2 separate regions of the Pan troglodytes genome follow, and region 2 is linked to region 1. Evidence: chromatin contacts called from public HiChIP or PLAC-seq data. All regions are on one chromosome and are shown on one strand. The core of a region is the stretch at or near the end of the contact, and the rest is flanking DNA. Distances in the headings are between cores, read along the strand shown. Region 1 holds the start of SLC44A1 (solute carrier family 44 member 1). Region 2 holds the start of ABCA1 (ATP binding cassette subfamily A member 1).

Region 1 (5,491 bases), core at 1,481-3,980:
CCTGACCAACATGGCAAAACCCTGTCTCTACCAAAAATACAAAATTAGCCAGACGAGCTGGTGCATACCTATAATCCCAGCTACTTGGGAGGCTGAGGCAGGAAAATCGCTCGAACCCAGGAGGCGGAGGTTGCAGTGAGCTGAGATCGCACCATTGCACTCCAGCAGCCTGGGCAACAAAGCGAAACCCAGTCTGAAGAAAAACAAAAAAAAGAAGAAAATACTTTTGAGACCCCTAAGAGAGGCTGGAGAAGATGTGGAGTTGCAACCCTATTTTGTTTAAAAACACATATAGGAACAACAGTATTCTAAAACTGGTGATGCTCCTGAAAGGAGAGTTAAAATACCAGCCGATTAGTAACATTTCACAAATGAAGAAGGATGCCAAAAATCTCAAATAGGAAAAAAAAAAAAATGACCAGCTCTTTGGCACAAAACCTGCTCCTCAATGCTCCACTGAACACTACAAGTCCCTAAAGCGGAACTTAAAAGCATGTGACAGCTGTTGATTGGTTATAGGAATCCACAGGAAAAAAATGCACCCCTTGGGTGCATGACATGCATCCTATCTGTGGAACAAGGCATGTTCTACAGTGAGAGGAGGTAAAAGAAAAGAAAACGTATACGATATAGCATTCTGAAAAGTATGACGTGGAGCTAGACAAATGCAAGACCCACTATCGGTTTTAAAGCAGAGTTCTGATGCAGCACCCATCCCTCCCAAATTTAACTGTTCACGCACTGAACAAGCTATCCATAAACTATCAATACTTTTCTGTCTTAAAGGCATTTCACCACCAAAAGGGAATGTAAATTAACTCAATTCTGAAAAGAAAGGCAATCTGAAAAACACCTTTTTGGTGAAAATTATATTTAAGTAAATATTAAAGAGCACCCAACTAGACCCCCACAAATTCCTAACCAGTTGAAAGTTATGTGCAATTCTACACCTTTATATGTTAATATGAAAACTCTGATATACCAAGCCTCTCCCTCCTAACACCTCTACGTATAGTTTTACTTTGCTATTATAACTGAATAGGAATCTTTAACTACACCAAAAAGCCTGACTATAATGCTAGCAGAAAAAAAAAAAGCTAACGGGTAAGCAAACACTCAAAAAAAAAAAAAAAAAAGACTGGAGGAATAGGATGATAGGATGGATACCTAATAAAACACAAATGTCCCCAATTCATCTGCAATTCTAGTCATTTTCTCTCTAACAGATCTCAGATTTTCAGAACAAGTATGCAGGTTATTTAAAACTGAGTTATATATAGTCATTTAGCAGCAGCAAAAACACTTCTGGCATTATCACAGATGCTAGATTTCTGGAGGAATTTTTTCCCCCCAAACTAGCATTTTTCTTCACCAAGAACCAACCATCCTTTATTTCTAAAAACAAGAGCCCTTTTCTGCCCCCTAAAACAAACAAATCACAGTCCACAGTTAATGAAACTACGCTAATGAAACTGTGAGATTACATCCCAGGCGTTGTCAGAGCCTATTTTTCATACACCACCACAAGACAGTTTGATGCAGTATTCCTGATTGCTTTTTATAGTATTTGTAAATACACTCGCTAAACCACTAAATTAGGTAATTTACAAACAGGTCCTCTCAGTTATTAGTGGCCAGTAGTCGAGTTCTATTACATTTGATTCTCGTACAGTTGTCTAAACATTTCCACCCAGGTTAAGGGCTCGGATCCGAGAGAAGGAGGTTGGCGAAATTTGGATGGGGGCAGGGTAGAAGCTGAGAGAAATCTCTGCATCTCAGCCCTCAGCGACAACATTCAGCCAGTGCCCACAGAAAAACTAAATTCGGAACCTCTTCCTCCTGTTACACTGGCAACAAAGAGGGAGTTTCCGTAGCGCTCCCGTCACCCACCAGGTGCCCAATCTCCTTCCCAGCCCAGAGTCGGCGCTCCCGCAGGGGCCTCCGAGTGCGCGGAGGCCGCGGGGCCCGGGTCACGGCACTAAGGGGGGATGGGGTGCAAGCGAGGTCTGCGGAGCGGGCCGTGGAAGGGCTCCGGGACCCGCTGAAACCATCTGAACCCAGCCAGGGGGCAGCGGGCAAGAGAAAAGGGACAGAATATCTAATGAAGCAGAAACTGGAATTCGGTGGGAGAGGTGAAGAGCTCTTGCTGGGGGTACACCTGCGAGGAGCACAGAAAACGGGCGGCGGATGGCGGGGAGACTCCACGGAGGTGGAAGAGAGGAGCCAGGCCCGGAAGAACAGGGAAGGGGATGCCACCTGGGGCAGAGGAGGCGCCAGTGCAGCCTCTACCTGCAGGCGGGCGGGACGGGCCGCTCAGGTGTGACTGGGAGGAGGGGGCCGACTGGGGAAGGGGCCGGTAAGAGCTGAGGGCGCACTAGGCGCCGCGCAGAGGCGCCTGCGAGTCGGCAGCCGCGGAGCCAGCGCACGGGCATCGGCGGGACCCGGCGGACGGAAAGGCGGAGTGGGGGTCTTTGGACTGCACGGTGCGCTCAGGGGAGGCTGGGGACAGCGAGAGGTATCGGGCGGCGGCCGCCCGCCGCGCGACGCGGCGCACGGGAGGCATCCGGGCGGGCGGCCGGGAGGCGGGAGCCCCTCACCTGCGCGGCGGAGGAGGCGGAGCTGCAGCAGCCCATGGCGGGGCCGAAGGAGCCCGGAGGCGGCGCCGGGCGCGCAGCTACGCCCCGGAGCCCCTCGGCATGCGAGCCGGCGGGCGCCCGGGGAGGGCGCGGCCTGGCACCGCACGGCTAGGCGGCGGCGGCGGCTGCAGCGGCGGCTGGTACTCAAGAGGCGGCGCGGCTAGGGGCAGGCGCCGGCCACATCCCCCGGCGGCGGCGGCGGCGGCGGCGGCGGCGGCGGCGGCTACGCGTCTCCTGCTCTGCTCCTGCTGCAGCAGCTGCTCCCCAGCGGAAAGGGGCGGGCGGCGGCGGCGGCGGCGCCTCCCTCTGTCCCCCCGCCTCCCGCCTCCCGCGCCCAGTCCCTCTCCCGCTCCCTCTCCCGGGCCGCCGCCTCCTCAGCGCCGCGCGCGTCTCCCATCAGACTCCCCGCCCCCAGTGCAGCGCCGTGCGGGTGGCAGGGCGGCGGCAGCCAGAACAAGGCCGGGCCCTTCCGCGCGTGTCAGAGGCTGCGCGGCGCCGGGCTTATTTAGCTGTGGCACCGAGGCAGCTCTCTGCCTCGAGGCTGGAGGGCAACGCGGTCTGAGGCAGCCAAAGACCGGGCCAACTCGCTGCCAAAAAGGGGCCGGATTGCTTCCGGATCTAGGAGGCAAGCGGGACTTCTCCCTCTCCCTACTGGACGCACAACTCAGGATCCTGATGGCTTCTTACCGCTCCGTCGGCTGTTTTTTTCTCCAGAGGAAAGCGTACACAAGAAACCTTTCCTGGAGAAGGAATAGGTGATAAGAAGACGGGAAGAAACAAGCATCTGTTGCTACTGTCCCCATTTTGCTGATGTGGAAACTGAGGCTTGAAAGGGACCAAGAACCTAATGAAATGTCCCCAAGGTTGAAATGGTAATAAATAGCCAGAAATGAGGAAAAGGCAAAAAGTTATCCAGGCGCGCAAGTCAAAGCCATACTGGATCTAAGCTAAACTTTCTTATACAGGATAGTCTACAAAAAACAATAAGGGGACATTAATTTATTCATATTAAAAATACTTACTGAAGACACACTACGTTCCAGTGACTGGTACTGGGAATAAAGAGGCGAACAAAAGAGACTTAACAAGTTCCTGTTGCTAAATCAGTAAGACTCAAGGAAGTAGCAACAAGTTAGAGTAGACGTGGTAACTACCTTCAAGAAATTTACAATTCCAAACGAGTCGTTAGGAAATACAGTATGAGGTGAAAACAGTTAAAAAGTGAAAGAAATAAAACTACAGATAATGATGTTTAAAAAAACCCCCACATTATCAGGCACTGTTATAGCCTTCATATGTCATTTCATCTTGTCAAAGAATGTCTCAAAAGACAGCCACAGGAAAGAAAAGAAAAACTTTATTTGCAAAGCTTCAAGGGAGTGAGACTTCCAAAAGGACTGATTGACCAAATATGAGACATCAAGTTTTAAAGATTAGTTAAAGTGTAGAGGGAAGAAAAGAACACAGAATTAAATTGACTTTACATGCACTGAAAGGGAATCTAAGCCAAGGAAAGTTGGAATGGTAGCCTGTAAGGGGACAGCTACAGAAAGGGCCAGGGAAGAAGAATTCCTAATTGATGTTTTCCTATGCCATTTCCTGAGTTCGTGACTGTGGACGAGTTATCTCTCCAAATCTCATTGTCCTCTTCTGTGAAATGCTGGTAGCAGGGATGACTGCAAAGGCTTGTGGTCAAGATTAAATAACATAAGAAAGTGCTGCTAGGTCAGCAAGTACTCAACTGCTTGAGATCTTGAATTCTTCTGCATTCTTTCTAGTTTCCTTTCGAGTTAATCAGAGGGTCCACCATACCACGGAGCTGGCGAATCCTACATGTGTTTCCCATAACCATTAAACCAATAAATACAAGTGAAGACATAAAACTAATGGTTCTAGTCCCAATTCTGGTTGTAAACTCCAGAATTAGATTGTAAACTCCCTGAGAACAAGGAAAAGTATTTTCTCCTTTGTATCTCCCTCAGCTCTCTCAAATGTTTGTTGAATTATTCAGTGCAGCCAAGAATAAAAAACATTCCCTTGAGATTTTCCCTCAAAGCCAGAAAAGTACATCTTGTTTTTAACTCGGGGAGGAGGCTGAAAGTAAAATTACAGTCCTAAACAAGAAGCCATCTGTCTTCCTTCTTTATAGTCAAGGAAAGGGGAGTTGTTTCTCTTTGCAGAGTCAATATGGGAGCATTTCTCTCAGATTAGAAAAATCTTTTTGGCTAGTGCTGCCGTTCCGTGTAGTAGCTAGTGCTTATTCTGTAATTGGAAATGTAGAAGGAGATAAATGCGTAACAGACTGTGGCAGTGCTTCATAAAATGTGTTTTGCTTTTTTAGAGATCTCTTTCCTAGACATAGATAATGGGTGAATATAATTGATAGCAAGCACAGTCCATTGTGCTTGACTGATCTGAACTCTGGTTTTCCCTTTAAGGGTTAATAGAACTAAGAGTTCTAAGATTCTGCAAGGTGCTTTGCAAATACACCAATTATGTATGTATGCACCATATATGCATATGAATGTGATGTTTCAAAATTATACTTCGTCATTAGCATGAGGGAAACTAACAGCTCTTGCATTGATATGCTGTACCTTCTAAGAATGAGTCTCTTTCCCATCCCCCTCATGCCCAAAAAAAGCCTCGTAAAAGGAGTGATTTAGAGAGGGGGCAAATTACTATTCCTTTTCACTCTTATAAACAAGTACACACAGCATTCAATGAAATTAAACCACAGCAAACTCAGAAATCACAAAAGGGATTTGTTTTTTTCTTAAGCCAGTGATCAGGGTACTTATCTACCATGGTGAGATGTTACCAGGGCAAGCCCCTTCTTAGGGGCTTAGGTTTTT
Region 2 (5,491 bases), core at 1,949-4,448, 320 kb after region 1:
TCTGGGACTTTGATTTTTTTCTTGGGCTCATCCCCTTTTTGTAGTATCTTATCTTTGTCTTATTTGTATAGGACTTAACTGTTCCCATTCCCTTATTAGAGCAATCTAAGTGATTACCTTCATACCTTTTGGAATTATATGCTTCAAAATTCCAAAAAGAATGATTTTGGGCTGGGCACAGTGGCTCACACCTATAATTCCAGCACTTTGAGAGGCTGAGGCGGATCGCCTGAGGTCAGGAGTTTGAGACCAACCTGGCCAACATAGTGAAACCCCGTCTCTACTAAAAAATATAAAAAATTAGCCGGGCATGGTGGCAGGTGCCTGTAATCTCAGCTACTCGGGAGGTGGAGGTTGCAATGAGCCCAGATCGCACCATTGCACTCCAGCCTAGGCAACAAGAGCGAAACTCCATCTCAATTAAAAAAAAAAAGAATGATTTTGGTGGTCGACTTCAAATAGGTAGGAGAAGAAGGAGAGAGGAGATAGAGGGTCAGGGAGATCTAATTACTCTCTAAAATCATGCTAGGAAAGATAACACCTTTTAATAACACTCTCTGCTTTTATAACATCATTCTGCCAAGGAGCTCAAAGGTTTCAACAAAGTTCACTTTCAGAAAACCCCTTTGAGGAAGCCAGAATATACATCTTCTCTCCATTTTAAAGATGAAGAAACAGGCCGGGCACAATGGCTAATGCCTGTAATCCCAGCACTTTGGGAGGCTGAGGCCAGAGGATCGCTTGAGCTCCAGAGTTTGAGACCAGCCTGGATAACATGGCAAAACCCTGTCTCTACAAAAGAAATACAAAAATTAGATGGGTGTGGTGGCATGCACCTGTGGTCCCAGCTACTTGGGAGGCTAAGGTGGGAGGATCGCTTGAGCCCAGGGAGTCAAGTCTACACTGAGCCATGATTGGATCACTGCACTCCAGCCTGGGTAGACAGAGCAAGACCCTGTCTCAAAAAAAAGAAATGAAAGAGAAAGAAAGAAAGAGGAGAGGAGAGGAGATGAGGGGAGGGGAGGAGGGAGGGGGGGAGGAAGGAAGGAAGGAAGGAAAAAAGAAGAAAAAAGAAAAAAACAAGATGAAACAGAGGCAGAAAGACTTTACTTAAATTGCTCATCATATGGTTGTCAAGTTTGACCCCAAAGCCCAATTTATTGACCAAGGTTATTCTTTGACTGAGGCAAGGGGGTCCCCTCTCCTGGGCCTTGGGCTTTAGAAAGCTCATCTCTGGCCTTTCTGAGATCCATCCCTTTCTTTTTATTTTTCTTGACATGGAGTCTTGCTCTGTCACTCAGGCTGGAGTGCAGTGGCATGATCTCGACTCACTGTAACCTCTGCCTCCCGGGTTCAAGCTATTCTCCTGCCTCAGCCTCCTGGGATAACAGGCGCCCGCCACCACGTCTGGCTAATTTTTGTATTTTTAGTAAAGACTGGGTTTCATCATGTTGGCCAGGTTGGTTTCGAACTCCTGACCTGAGGTGAGCTGCCCACCTTGGCCTCCCAAAGTGCTGGGATTATAGGCATGAGCCACTGTGCCTGGCTCAGATCCATCCCTTTCTAAGGGCAAATAGTCCATGGTGCAAAGGGGCCATGCCACCCAGAGTTATGAGTACCTGGGACTCCAGAATTCCTTGCCTGGTGGCCTCCACATGCACTTCCAGGGCCTGCTTGGGCCTCTTCTATGGGTCTGTCCTGAGTGTTGATAGAACCACTGATGTGAGTACCTGGGCTTGAGCCGTGGCCTGGAGATCCTGTTGACTGTAGCATGGAGGGGGCTTGTGCAGCTGAATGTCTGCATGCAGGTGGTGGGAGTTCTGGAATATGATGGAGCTGGAGGTGGGAAGAGAAGTAGGCTTGGGGCAGCTCTCTCATGCCACCTCATTCTGGCCAAAACTCAGGTTAAACTGTGAAGAGTCTAAATGTGAATCTGCCCTTCAAGGTGGCTACAAAGGTATCTTTGTCAAAGTAGGAGACCTTGTGGCCTCCACGTGCACTTCCAGGGCCTGCTTGGGCCTCTTCTACGGGTCTGTCCTGAGTCTTCTATGAATCTGCCCTTCAGGGCAGATTCATATTTAGACTCTTCACAGTTTGACCTGAGTTTTGGCCAGAATGAGGTGACATTTAGTTTGTTGGCTTGATGGATGACTTAAATATTTAGACATATGGTGTGTAGGCCTGCATTCCTACTCTTGCCTTTTTTTTTTTTTTGCCCCTCCAGTGTTTTGGGTAGTTTTGCTCCCCTACAGCCAAAGGCAAACAGAGAAGTTGGAGGTCTGGAGTGGCTACATAATTTTACACGACTGCAATTCTCTGGCTGCACTTCACAAATGTATACAAACTAAATACAAGTCCTGTGTTTTTATCACAGGGAGGCTGATCAATATAATGAAATTAAAAGGGGGCTGGTCCATATTGTTCTGTGTTTTTGTTTGTTTGTTTCTTTTTTGGTTTTTGTGGCCTCCTTCCTCTCGATTTATGAAGAGAAGCAGTAAGATGTTCCTCTCGGGTCCTCTGAGGGACCTGGGGAGCTCAGGCTGGGAATCTCCAAGGCAGTAGGTCGCCTATCAAAAATCAAAGTCCAGGTTTGTGGGGGGAAAACAAAAGCAGCCCATTACCCAGAGGACTGTCCGCCTTCCCCTCACCCCAGCCTAGGCCTTTGAAAGGAAACAAAAGACAAGACAAAATGATTGGCGTCCTGAGGGAGATTCAGCCTCGAGCTCTCTCTCCCCCAATCCCTCCCTCCGGCTGAGGAAACTAACAAAGGAAAAAAAAATTGCGGAAAGCACGATTTAGAGGAAGCAAATTCCACTGGTGCCCTTGGCTGCCGGGAACGTGGACTAGAGAGTCTGCGGCGCAGCCCCGAGCTCAGCGCTTCCCGTGCGTCTTAGGCCGGCGGGCCCGGGCGGGGGAAGGGGACGCAGACCGCGGACCGTAAGACACCTGCTGTACCCTCCACCCCCACCCCACCCCACCCACCTCCCCCCAACCCCCTAGATGTGTCGTGGGCGGCTGAACGTCGCCCGTTTAAGGGGCGGGCCCCGGCTCCACGTGCTTTCTGCTGAGTGACTGAACTACATAAACAGAGGCCGGGAAGGGGGCGGGGAGGAGGGAGAGCACAGGCTTTGACCGATAGTAACCTCTGCGCTCGGTGCAGCCGAATCTATAAAAGGAACTAGTCTCGGCAAAAACCCCGTAATTGCGAGCGAGAGTGAGTGGGGCCGGGACCCGCAGAGCCGAGCCGACCCTTCTCTCCCGGGCTGCGGCAGGGCAGGGCGGGGAGCTCCGCGCACCAACAGAGCCGGTTCTCAGGACGCTTTGCTCCTTGTTTTTTCCCCGGTTCTGTTTTCTCCCCTTCTCCGGAAGCCTTGTCAAGGGGTAGGAGAAAGAGACGCAAACACAAAAGTGGAAAACAGGTAAGAGGCTCTCCAGTGACTTACTTGGGCGTTATTGTTTTGTTTCGAGGCCAAGGAGGCTTCGGGAAGCGCTCGGTTTCGGGGACTTTGATCCGGAGCCCCACATCCCCACCACTTGCAACTCAGATGGGACCGGAGGCGGTGTTAAATGGGGAGACGATGTCCTAGTACGAGCTCTGGTGACCCCAGGGCTCTGCGCTGCTGCGCTTGGGGCTTGCCCGGCGGTGGAGACCGGGGAGCATCTCTGGGCGTGGAGACCCGGGCGCAGTACCCCGGACTCAGAGGGGTCGGGGGTTCGCGGGCGTGCTGAGGGCGCTGCTGCCGGGTGGGGAGAGCTGCAGGTCCGGCACCGAGCGCTGCTTTGTTCGGAGGGCCCTGAGCTGGCTAGAAACCCTTCTGGTTGCAGGTCGGCCAGTACCTACGGAGACAAATGCCAGCACTGAGTCTTCACTCGGTTCTTAAGAAGCTGGTCTGTTCTGACCTGGGAATTGGCTATATGCTCCCCGGGACTGGAGCGGCACAGTCCCGGACTGTGAATCCGGGAACTCGAGTTGGAGGTGTCCCAAACGGTCCGTGGTGCTATTGCTCACTAGAGGCCTTGGGTCTTTGTTTGACCTGAGGGGTAGGGAGGTCCTGCCTACAGTCTCCGTGCGCTCAGCTGAGCTGGTGTCCCTGGCGCAGAGCGCGGACGAGTTTTGTTTCCTTTCCTTTTTTTTTTTTTTCTTTCCTTTAAGTCTCGCTCTGTCGCCCAGGCTGGAGTGCAATGGAACGATCTCCGCTCACTGCAACCTCCGCCTCCCGGGTTCAAGCGATTCTCCTGCCTCAGCCTCCTGAGTAGCTGGGATTACAGGCGCGTCACCACACCCAGCTAATTTTTGTATTTTTAGTAGAGACGGGGTTTCAACTTGTTGGCCAGGCTGGTCTCGAACCCTCGACCTCAGGTGATCCACCGGCCTCGGCCTCCCAAAGTGCTGGGATTACAGGCGTGAGCCACCGCGCGCGGCCGAGTTTTGTTTCTTTTAAAAACAAGACTTAGGAGAGCCTGCGGAGACCCGGAGGTGGGGTGCCCAATCCTGCCTCTCCCACGTTCCCTGCAGCCCCATCTTCCAGACCGTTGCCGCTGGTCTCTCGGGGCAGCTTCTGCCTGGGCGCAGATGGGGAAGCTGGGCCGAGGTGGTGCCGTGGAATGACCGGGAGTAACCCCGGCGGACGGCGCAGAACTCGGAGCTCCGCCGCGGGGCTGGGCTGGGCTCTGCCGTGAGGGTGGGGTTGCTGGGCGCGGGGGCTGCGGTGGCCCCCGGAGACTGGCCCGCAGCGCCTCCTGGCCGGAGGACCTAGGAATCGGCCGGCTCTACTAGGTGTCTTTGCTCGCGGTTCCGACTGTGAATCCGGTGAAGACCGGTGGTTGCAGACGGGGAGGAACTATGAGGTTGAGGCGAAAGCCCGTTTTTTTTTTTTTTTTTTTTTTTGTTAGCGTGTTTGCCAACTCCCGGGCCATTGGTAAAGCAGGAAGGTTCTTGGGGCGGCGGACGGTGCCAGGGTTATGTGTAGGTGCCTCTTTAGGTATATCTTTTATCAAAAAGAAACAAAGAAATAAGATTAAAAATAAACAAAGAAAAAAGTTGTCTGGCACTGGCAGTAATTGGCCTGCCTTTGCAGCACTGATACCATTAGCTTTTAAAATCCGACTTTTCATTGACATTTCAAGAAGAGAATGGGTAGTATATACACATTCATCTCATAGTGGACAAATTTCATATTTAAAAAAACCTTCTGGGTACTGAAATCAGGAAGTCACTTGCCCTCCATGGCCGAATCCCTGCTTCCCACGAAGAGAACCTCACAAAAATTTCCCCCAAGTTAAAGAGTGGAATTTTCTTGATGTTTTTTTCTTTCTTTTTTTTTAACGGCCGTAGGTAGTTTAGAACCCAGACTTAAATTATGATCTTCTTTTCAAACAGAACTTAAAGTCCTTAAGTTTTCATCTCCCCTTTTATTTCAACCTATTCTTCTCATACCTACCACAAAAATAATGGAGGCTTTCTGTTGAGAAACTTTCCGTTTCTGTTGAG

Evidence for each region. HiChIP or PLAC-seq counts read pairs in DNA pulled down with a chosen protein or histone mark.
Region 2: an H3K4me3 HiChIP or PLAC-seq map of stem cell-derived excitatory neurons shows a contact between it and region 1, with 6 times the contacts expected there. The contact joins the promoter of ABCA1 here to the promoter of SLC44A1 in region 1. A contact is called at or near these places in 1 of 7 Hi-C or Micro-C datasets (stem cell-derived neural progenitor cells) and 1 of 1 datasets of contacts at active chromatin or transcription factors (stem cell-derived excitatory neurons).

What each region holds. Positions count from the first base shown.
Region 1 is chr11:33,182,631-33,188,121 of NHGRI_mPanTro3-v2.0_pri, forward strand. SLC44A1 (solute carrier family 44 member 1) reads right to left here and starts at 2,731. Exons shown (of 16, transcript XM_009457052.5): 1 at 2,598-2,731. The coding sequence starts at 2,633.
Region 2 is chr11:33,504,298-33,509,788 of NHGRI_mPanTro3-v2.0_pri, forward strand. It overlaps ABCA1 (ATP binding cassette subfamily A member 1), which reads left to right and starts at 3,199. Exons shown (of 50, transcript XM_016961357.4): 1 at 3,199-3,419.